Linked DNA regions of Oryctolagus cuniculus: all the other regions are linked to region 2. A link is a contact called in public Hi-C and Micro-C data. All regions are on one chromosome and are shown on one strand. Each heading gives the region's core, a stretch centred on a gene start, on an enhancer-like site or on the middle of the called end of the contact. The rest is flanking DNA. Distances are from core to core; before and after follow the strand shown.

Evidence for each region. A called contact is a pair of places that touch in the nucleus more often than the background predicts.
Region 1: a Hi-C map of psoas muscle shows a contact between it and region 2, with 11 times the contacts expected there. The contact joins the enhancer-like site here to the promoter of COL12A1 in region 2. A contact is called at or near these places in 3 of 6 Hi-C or Micro-C datasets (ear pinna, psoas muscle and an unstated tissue).
Region 3: a Micro-C map of ear pinna shows a contact between it and region 2, with 6 times the contacts expected there. The contact joins the enhancer-like site here to the promoter of COL12A1 in region 2. A contact is called at or near these places in 2 of 6 Hi-C or Micro-C datasets (ear pinna and an unstated tissue).

The regions. Positions count from the first base shown.
Region 1 is chr5:98,678,577-98,681,672 of mOryCun1.1, forward strand. No RefSeq gene overlaps it. Among named protein-coding and RNA genes, the nearest start is that of CD109, 190 kb to the right of the region's middle. Within about 2 kb of position 1,530, at least 1 of the 8 cell types and tissues checked has an H3K27ac peak or open chromatin away from gene starts, as enhancers often do.
Region 2 is chr5:97,314,059-97,317,281 of mOryCun1.1, forward strand. COL12A1 (collagen type XII alpha 1 chain) reads left to right here and starts at 1,918. Exons shown (of 51, transcript XM_051855519.2): 1 at 1,918-2,057.
Region 3 is chr5:98,717,194-98,720,343 of mOryCun1.1, forward strand. CD109 (CD109 molecule) reads right to left here. Exons shown (of 33, transcript XM_070073883.1): 24 at 2,993-3,074; 25 at 701-929. Among named protein-coding and RNA genes, the nearest start is that of CD109, 150 kb to the right of the region's middle. Within about 2 kb of position 1,363, at least 1 of the 8 cell types and tissues checked has an H3K27ac peak or open chromatin away from gene starts, as enhancers often do. A contact at or near this core is called in ear pinna, where this site is marked.

The sequences.
Region 1 (3,096 bases), core at 280-2,779, 1.4 Mb after region 2:
GCCATCCAATGATTTCTCTTTCTCACAGCAATATCTAAGGCAAAAACCTATGATTATTAAGCAATTGTCACCAACATGTTACTTCCCCAAAATAAACTGCACTGAGGAGAAAATGGAATGTTCTCTTACTCAGTTTTGTTTGCAATTGGGATGGCTAATTTTTTTCATGTCTAATTAGCAAGACACAGGACTTCGCCCATCCATATGCAACACAGGACACACATACACACACATATACACACACACACGTGTTTCTGGAAAGTATTGCCATACCCTCAAGCCCTGGCTGTCGGCTGTAATGTCTGTTCCTTCAACCAATGACTCACACAGCTCAGGGTCCCAGAGTTCTTGAAAAAACCCTCTTTCAACACAGGGATGAAGACCATGCAATTAATATCTGACATTATTTAACCTTGTCTTGGGTAGAAAGCAAAGAACCTGTGGCAACCTTTTTTGACTGGTCTTTGTCTCTTGGTATCCTAAAACTTCTCTCTCATCACAGAGTAAGACCTGGCCAAGAAAGAGGAAACATCCCACATCAAAATAACTTGAACTCAGGAAACCAGAGATTCAGCTCCTGCCTTGACTTGAACTGTGACTTTGGGAACATCACTTAACCTCTCTGACCCGGGTTTCTGGTTTCCTCCTGAAAACTGTTGGGCCAGTGAGTCAATTCTAAGTTGGTATGAACTATAATGAATCATGTTCTTGACTGCCCCCTCCTAGTGACTGTCAGATGTGAGACAACTTTGTTAAGGGGGCAGGGGTGGACTTGACGGCAGCTCTCTGTAGCATTCTGTGTTACAAGAAATTCCTGCTCTGGGTACCCGAGAGGAATCCATCATCACCTTGAGAGTGGCGATGAACAAAGGCTGTCAAGGGAAAGCCATGGGCCTTGTCAACCTGACTACAAATTCCTGCTGCCCTGTCTCATCAATCAAAGCTGCCTCTTCTACATTGGCCTCACATGGAGGCAGGGCTCTCAGAACCTTACAGCCTTAACTCTGGCTTGAATTCCTTTCACTGCAGCTTAAACAGGAGAAAATGATTGACAAAGAGGTCATCTTGTTGAGTGGTGCGATTCTCTCACCTTCAGCCTCCTCCCTGTGTCCCACCCTTCATCTCTGCCTGGAGTGTCCTCAGGCAAGACAGTGAGGTCCAGGGGAAGGCAAGAGCTTCCTCTCCCACCCCTTGATTTCCAGTTTCCCCTGTAAGGACCACTTTCCCAAATTTTGGCCTCTTAGGAGAGATGCAACCCCCATCCCAGAATCTTCCCTTCACACCGGGACAACTGTATCACAAACAAGCATTCCTTTCAAGAAAGGGAGGAAGAAAGCACTCAGTCTTGTGGGGAATTTCTAGACAGGTCTCCCATGAGAGAGGATTTTCCTGGATTCCCGTAAGATATTTTTATACTGAGAGGCTAGTTCACCGTGGAAAGAAGCATGTGGGAGTCTCCGGTTGTACAATGAAGATGAGAAGCTTTCCAGGCAAGCGAATCTCCATGGATGAGTCCAGGTTGCTCTGTGTCAGTTCTGTTTATTCTTCTGGGGCTGTGAGGATAAAGGAAGCAGCACAGGGCGGAGACAGGAGAAAACCTCCAATTGCAAGGCAAAAGTAGGTGGAAAAAGATAGTAATAAATAATTGTTAGATGATTAGTCAAGTCGCTTTGATTCCATTTGGAGATTAAAATTCCACAAATTCTAGGTCAAACCTTACTTGTTGTAACTTATTCCATAACCAAAACAGGCTAGAAGAATGACAGAATTTGGCAGTAGTACCTCTTTCTAAACTGTCCAACCATTAATGATCTCTTGGGTTTTGAAATCAAGATTTACTATTATAAAAGTCAGAAAGCTACTCCCATTCTGGACATGTCTTTTTCCAAGAATAACAAATGATTATGCATAAATTACAAGCCAAAATAAGGCATCCTAAACAGTATACAGTAATATGAGTGAGCAGACTATTTAATAATATTATTATCTGTTTGCACAAAAAGAAGAAAAAGCCCACAGATCTCATTTCATTTTTAGAGCACAACAGGAATTTTAAAATTAGACAAGTTGGTGAGTTTTCTTTCCTTTGATCCTACTCTGCTCTCTAGTGGCAATTTATTGTTATTACATACAAGATGATCATCAGAATAGTCGTTCAGTTTTCACTGTTAGGGTTAACTCTACTATTTTTAATAAATCTTAAAAATCTTAAACTTGGCAGTCCTTAAAATCAACTTAATAGATACATTTTCCTATATGATAAAAGTTCATGATTGTTTTATATGATAAAAGTTCATGATCTTAAAGCTGCTTTACCCAAAATATTTTCCTTGGAAAACTCCCAGAGAGAGATATTCTGCAGTAAATAACAATCATCATGTGGTGGTCTGTAAGTTTGAAAAGTGGGGAATATAATATCCTTCTCCAGCAGTCACTGTGCACTTACTCCTCATGTAGGAGCTCTGTCCTTAATGTGCTGTGCATTGAGATTTAATGCTATAACAAGTACTCAAACAATATATTTCACTTTGTGTTTCTATGGGGGTGCAAACGATTGAAATCTTTACTTAATGCATACTAAACTGATCCTCTGTAAAAAAAAAAAAAAGAAAAGAAAGAAATTATCAACTCCCAACTGGACTCTCACTGGGATTAAACATGACAATAGGTCTGATCTGATTTCATCATCATTTAAAAAAAATCATCTATTATTTTTCACTTTATGTTTCTGTGTGGGAACAAACTGTTGAAATCCTTACTTAATGTATACTAAGCTGATCTTCTGTATATTAAGATAATCGAAAATGAATCTTGATGTGAATGGAAGGGGAGAGGGAGTGGGAAAGGGGAGGGTTGTGGGTGGGAGGGACGGTATGGGGGGGGAGCCATTGTAATCCATAAATCGTACTTTGGAAATTTATATTCATTAAATAAAAGTTAAAAAAATAATATCCTTCTCCTAGAATTCAAAATATGCATTACCATATTAAAGATTAATCCTACAGCAATGACAATGTTGTGATTTCCTAAACTTTGCCATGAAACAGTTTTTTCCACAGTAGATCTGTTGGCATCCTTTAAAGCATATCTTGGGAA
Region 2 (3,223 bases), core at 668-3,167:
TGTGTTCTTGGGCTGCCCCCTCCCACGCAGTCTGTGAGCCGGGTTGGATCAGATCCCCAGCGCTCTGCGTGTGTCGGGTCGGGACGCGGGCGAAGCATGGCTCTGGTGTTTAGGTCCGCTCCGCAGAGGCTAAGGCGAGGGGCTCCTTTGTACTGCAGATCGACTAGGCTGTGCGATGGCCTTTTGGCGCACGTCGGGTTATTCGCCCCCTCGATGCGCTCCCGCATGGGGGGTTTGGCCAACACTAAGGCTGTGAGGATCTGAAGAGGGGAAAGCCTGGGCCCTGTGTGGGCTCTTTGTGCGAGCTGCCCAGCTGGACATCGAGTGGGCCGTGAGTGCTAGGGGAATGTGCCGAGGTGGCGATTTCTACTCCCCCCCCCCCCCATCTTCCCCCTCCTGTGTTCTCTCTGGTTTCCTCCCGTTCTCTCTGGAGGCAGCGCGAGAGGTACAGGGTGGGGATAGGGGGCGCCCTGAAGTTCCGGTCATCCTAAAGGCAAGGTCGGAAGTTACCATGCCCAGCAGTGGGAAGGCCGAATCTGCAGACGTCAGATCAACAGGAAAGAGGGGTTTATGGTTTATGTTGGAGACAGGAGCCCCTGCTTCTATCACCGGGAGCATTTACAGGGTCGCTGCTCCACTGTTCGCTCCCCTGCAGGCCGGGCAGTGTAACCCATCACGAGATGGCACTGTCCACACCGACGTTTCTTATCACAGCCCGTCCCGCAGCGCTTTTCTGAGGCCGACGTGCGAGTGCCCTCGGCGTCTTCGCGGGCGCCCTGAGCAGCCTGGCAACCCCGAGTGCCAGCCGCCCAACTCAGGGCCCAGAGACGAGCTGTGTGGACGGGGCGAGCCGTGAAAAGAGGGGACCGTCCCTGTAGGCCCTCCAGTAGTAACTGAGGGTGCGTGTGGGGGGTGCCTTCGAGGTTTCAACCTACTGCACTTTGCCCCTTTGACCCCGCGGGGTTCCCAGGGCAGAGCTTCCGTCCAAAGCCAAGTTTTACTCCTGCCGGGCTGGGCAGAGAAATTTCTGTAGTGGAAGTAATTTGTTCCCTAGTGGCTTCCTTTTCTGGGGACCCCTGGGCTTCAACTAGTCTTCCCTCCTGGCTCAAACTAAAGATTCCCGGTTCTATCCCCAAGCTCCGGGGGAGCGAGACAGGACTGGGAAAGCCATCCCATCTCAGAGGCCCGTGCGGGCGGCTGTCCGCGTTTCCAATCGCCACTCGGAGATTGAAAAAGACAGAAGGCCCGCCGCGTGCGCAGACAGTTAGTTAATGGAAACCCTGCAAATCGGTTTTAAGTGCACCCAGGACGGAGGGGGAGGAAGGTGGAGGTGGCGTTGATGGGGCCTGGGGACAGGATGGAGTGGGGGTGCAGTGCACGGTACATCCTCGCGGTTCTGGAAACCAGTCGCTTTCCCGCTCCCCATTGTTCTTAACTTAGAAAAAAAAATCAATCTATTAAAGAAAATCGCAGGGCCAGGGAAACCCGAGCTCCCCGGCCCGCCCCAGGCGGAGGAGTCCGCGGCTCCCCTTGGCAGGGCACCCGGCTGCGGCTGTCCCCCTCTCCCCACCCGCCCTCTCCCCGCCCCCCGGCGGGGCGCTGCTACTACGGCGCTCGCCACCTCACGCCGAAGGAATGCTCGAAGTATGCACACGTTCCCAAAAGTAGACCTCCTTCACCGCCGGAGGAGCATACATCACCCGTGGCAGCCGTCCACCTTCCCAGGCGTTTCGTAACCGAGTAAACTGAGAGCTGGGAACAGCCCTCTCTCTATTAAGTAGCCCGCGGCGCGGAGTCTCTCCCCACTCGGCGAAGGCGAGCCGCTCCAGACGCGTCCGCGCGCAGCCTGCCGCGCTCCCCGGAGCTCTCCGCTCGCCCCACCACGCCCGCCGCTCCTCCGGGATCGCGCCGCCGCCGCTGCCTGTACGCCCGAGGCCGCCAGGTGCTCCCGGGGCGCAGCGCCGATTGCCCGGGCAGGCGCGGGCCACGCCGAGCGCCGGCTTCCCCGAAGCTGGGACCCACTGTCGCCGCCGCTACCTCGGTCACCGCGCCCTCAGGTCGGCCTGGCTTTTAGCGTCCTATCCTCCCACCCCGTCCTCCGCGAAGGTAGTCGGGGAGGCTCGCTTGTATCCTGCACCTTGCCGGGAGCGTCTCCCACCCCCAAATTCCGGGCAAAGAGCGTTTGGATTTGTAAGAAGCGTGCGTCAGTAGAGAGGGATTTCGTGGTGGGCTTGCGTTTCGCGGGGGAGCGAGAAATGTGGCTTTTCTTGAGAGCCCACGCAGGGCGGCGGTGCACGCCAAGCATCCCGTTGAGCAGTTCGGGTCGCGGGCAGTTTCATCCGCAGATGCTATGGAGTTCTTGGCGGAGTGCGCGGGTTCCCTGGACATTCGGTCCCCACCCTCTCCAGCGGTGGCTCTGAGGGGCCCGGGAAGGCATTTCCGAGACCCCCGCGCGCACTTTGTATGGAAGGCGGGCCAGGCTGCGCGCCCGGGTGTGCGTCCCGGCGCCTTCCTCCGCTGCTTTTCAAGTACCTACAGGGTGGGTCAGAGCCGCCCTCGGGAACTCATTCTCGGCCGGCTTCTCCCAACTTGGTGAGAAAGTCCTTCTCGGACCCCCTCCAGGGCTGCGGGACCTCTGGGGAGCGCCAATGCCGGAGAGCGCAGGGGTTGCAGCCGAGGGGCGTCCTGGCCCCCTCACGGAGCGGGGCCCGGGGAGCGGAAAAGGGACCCTGAGTCGGCATCGTCAGGGGACCCTCTGGTGACTGGTTTGGGGCTCCCTGGGACTCCGCTCCCTCGCCTCCCACCTCAGACCGCATTTTGCAGCCTTTTAAAGAATGCTGAGGAGGATGCGAGACAAGAAAGGAAAGGAGCGCCGAGCTCCTCCCTGGATGACCCGGGGACGTCCAGGTCCCGGTGGGTAGGCGAGAGGGCAGGGGTCGCGCGGGGGCCCTGTGGGGAGGGGTCCTGTGGGAGTCTCTCTGTGTGCAATTTTCAAGTAAACTTGACTCGAAAGTTAAGAACCCGGCCTCTTCCCGCGGCGAGCGGGGAGGGGCGAGCCGGCTGAAGCGGACAGGTCTCGCCTAAGCCCCCTTCTCCTTCCCCGACTCATTTTCATTCATGGGGGTGAAGTGAGGAGAGCCCACGCTGCCACGTCGAGGCAGCCACTTCCAGACGTGTATGTCTGAGAATGCTCAATGGGCTGTTGCTAGGCATTCCGATAAAT
Region 3 (3,150 bases), core at 113-2,612, 1.4 Mb after region 2:
ACTGTACTTGTTCCATAACTTTTTTTTTTTTTTTTTTTTTTGACAGGCAGAGTGGACAGTGAGAGAGAGAGACAGAGAGAAAGGTCTTCCTTTTGCCGTTGGTTCACCCTCCAATGGCCGCCGCTGCAGCCGGCGCACCGCGCTGATCCTGGCAGGAGCCAGGAGCCAGGTGCTTTTCCTGGTCTCCCATGGGGTGCAGGGCCCAAGCACCTGGGCCATCCTCCACTGCACTCCCTGGCCATAGCAGAGAGCTGGCCTGGAAGAGGGGCAACCGGGACAGAATCCGGCGCCCCAACCGGGACTAGAACCCGGTGTGCCGGCGCCGCAAGGTGGAGGATTAGCCTATTGAGCCACGGCGCCGGCTTGTTCCATAACATTTTAGAAATAAAAAATCCTTCACAACCTACACTTGTTACACATTCCCAAACACTAAAGAATTATCTTTCCCCTGAGAAATGAACTTTTCCCACAAAAAATATGGATTGGCTTACTTTACCAATAGCAAGCACAATACACGTATTAGAAAGCATTTTTTTTAATTTCCTTAGTTATTCTCCGGGTTAATATTTTTATGCCCAAATTCAGATTTCAAATGCAATGCATTACTGCAAAACTCTAAGTTCTCAGACATGTATTTCACCCATTGAGAACTACCTTCCTTGGGTTTCACTTGTCATTTGTTAAATTAAAGATTAAGTACCTGATATTTTTTATATCCCAGGAGAGAAGTCACAATGTAGGCTGTGAGTGTCACAGGACTGTTATTGCCACCTTGAAGCTCACTATGGATCACTCTTCCTGGCTCCCAAAATTCACCGTTGCGTGTCTGATGTCCTTTGAGCCAAGTATATGTTCTGTGTAACACATTCTGATCGATATCTATATATGGATCAGCTTCGAGAAAACATCTTAAAACAAAAGCTGACAACCTTGGTGAAAAGGAGGAAAAATTTACAGAAAATATGCTTTATAAAATCTTCCAAATAACACTGAACAAGCAAAACATTAACAATTTTCTCCCTCAGCAGAAGATTCACCAAAGGGAGGATCACTGAAGAAGGAAAACAAGCAACAAAAACAGCAGAGAGACAGCGAGAACAACCTGCCCGACAGGTGCTCCTGGTTCCCAGGTCAACTCAGAAATCATCAGTGTGAGAAAACACCCAGAAATCAGCTGGTCCAGCTCATTATTTCATCGATTGAGAATCTGACACTCTCAGAGACTTAAGTAAACTTTCAAGGTTCCTCATCTTTGGATTGTTCTGAGCATTACCAAAAGTTTCATACAACTTCGCTTGGTCCTAAAGCCACGGAAGCAGAATATGGTTCCCAAACTGTTGGACTTTAAATGGGGATATGGATACGTTTCCTCCCCTACAAGACAAGAGTTGGCGAACTACAGCCTGCAGGACAAATCTGGCTTGCCCAAATCTGGCTCTCAGGCCAAATACACCACTGCACCCCCACATGCCACCACACCACCACCTAAGAATGGTTTTCAAAAAAAGAAAAGAGAAGAAAAGGGAGGTGGCAAAAGGCTATGCAACAGAGACTCCACCTGGCCCCAAATGCCTAAAGTATCTGCTATCTGTTCCTTTACAGAAAAAGCTGGCCAAGCCCTGCTACAGAACACTATATTGAAGTGGAAAGAGCATCAAGCAATAAGACACTCCAATCTATTTAGATCTATATCCAGACTCATGTCACGAGAAATCTAAAGCACATCTGTTTTGTCTTACACCAAAGCTTTAGTGCAGTGAACATTACTAATATTCAATAATATCCAGTTCTCTTTTACTTTGGATACACAGAGGAATTCATTTCTCTGCTCCCTTCAAGCTCGGCATAGCCAAGGGACCAACTCTGTTCACGATGAAGTGAACAGAAATGTTAACACCACTCTGGCTGAAGCCTCTAATTGCCAGCGCTCCATACTGCCACCTTCTCCTCCTGCTCTGCAAAGCCGGGAGCCTCCAGTTGGAACAGTGGGCTGGTGGCAGCCCAAGCAAAGACCACAGAGCCCCCTGCTGACCTATAGTGGAAATGCATCATGAGCAAGAAGCCTCTGAAGTTCATTCCTAAGTTTCTGAGCAATGGGTGGTTGGTAGGAAAGCACACCTAGTCTAACCTAAGAATTAGGCAGTTTGCTTCTGAGTGAAACAGGAAACAAGGTTAAATGGAAGAGGAGAGACCAGACTTCCAAAATCTGCACATGAAGATTCCATTCTAGAGGAAATACTGGATTTTCTTGACTTAATTCCTTTCTTAAAGATTTATGTATTTGAAAAGTAAAGTTACAGAGAGAGTAGAAGAGAGAGAGAAAAAAAATGAATGAATCTTCCAACTGCTTGTTCACTCCCCAAATGGTCACAGCTGCCGGAACTGAGCCAGACCAAAGCCAGGAGCCTGGAGCTTCATTCAGGTCTCACACACGGGTGCAGGGGCCCAAGCACTTGGGCCACCTTTCACTGCTTTCCCAGGCATATTAGGAGGGACCTGGATTGGAAATGGAGAAGCTGGGACTCAAACCACCACCCACATAGGATACTAGCAACATAGATGGCAGTATAACCCACTACATCACAATGCCGGCCACCCATCACTGTTTTTTACATATATATATATATATATATATATATATCTTAAAGAAATCATGTTTGCCTCATTAACACAACATATACTATAATCATGTCAATTAAGGAAGGAATTATGTCAATCACCCACTGCTTCTTACTGTTCCATCATCACAAATTATTTTATTGCTGCTTTTCCCACATACACAAAAAAGAGGATTTCTGTCCATCTTTTCTAAACAAAAATACTTGATTTTTTTGTTTCAAAAACATGCAAAAATGATATTCTCTTCTTAAGCCATGATATTGGAAAAGCAGCCTCCACATCTATAATACACAGAGATACACCTATTGATTTTGCGGCAGGGTAACGCAGTGAGAGCCAGCTCCATGACATGGTTCATAGCAATAAAACTTACCAAGTGCTCCCAGAAGGATCAACATTCCCAAAAGCACTAAAAGAGCCATCTTCTCTTTGGTAGAGAAGTTCTCTCTGGTAACCTGAAGACACAAAAACAGACAGATATTTAATGTAATTAATCAATTAATTTCCCATAAATGAAAATTTCTAAACATG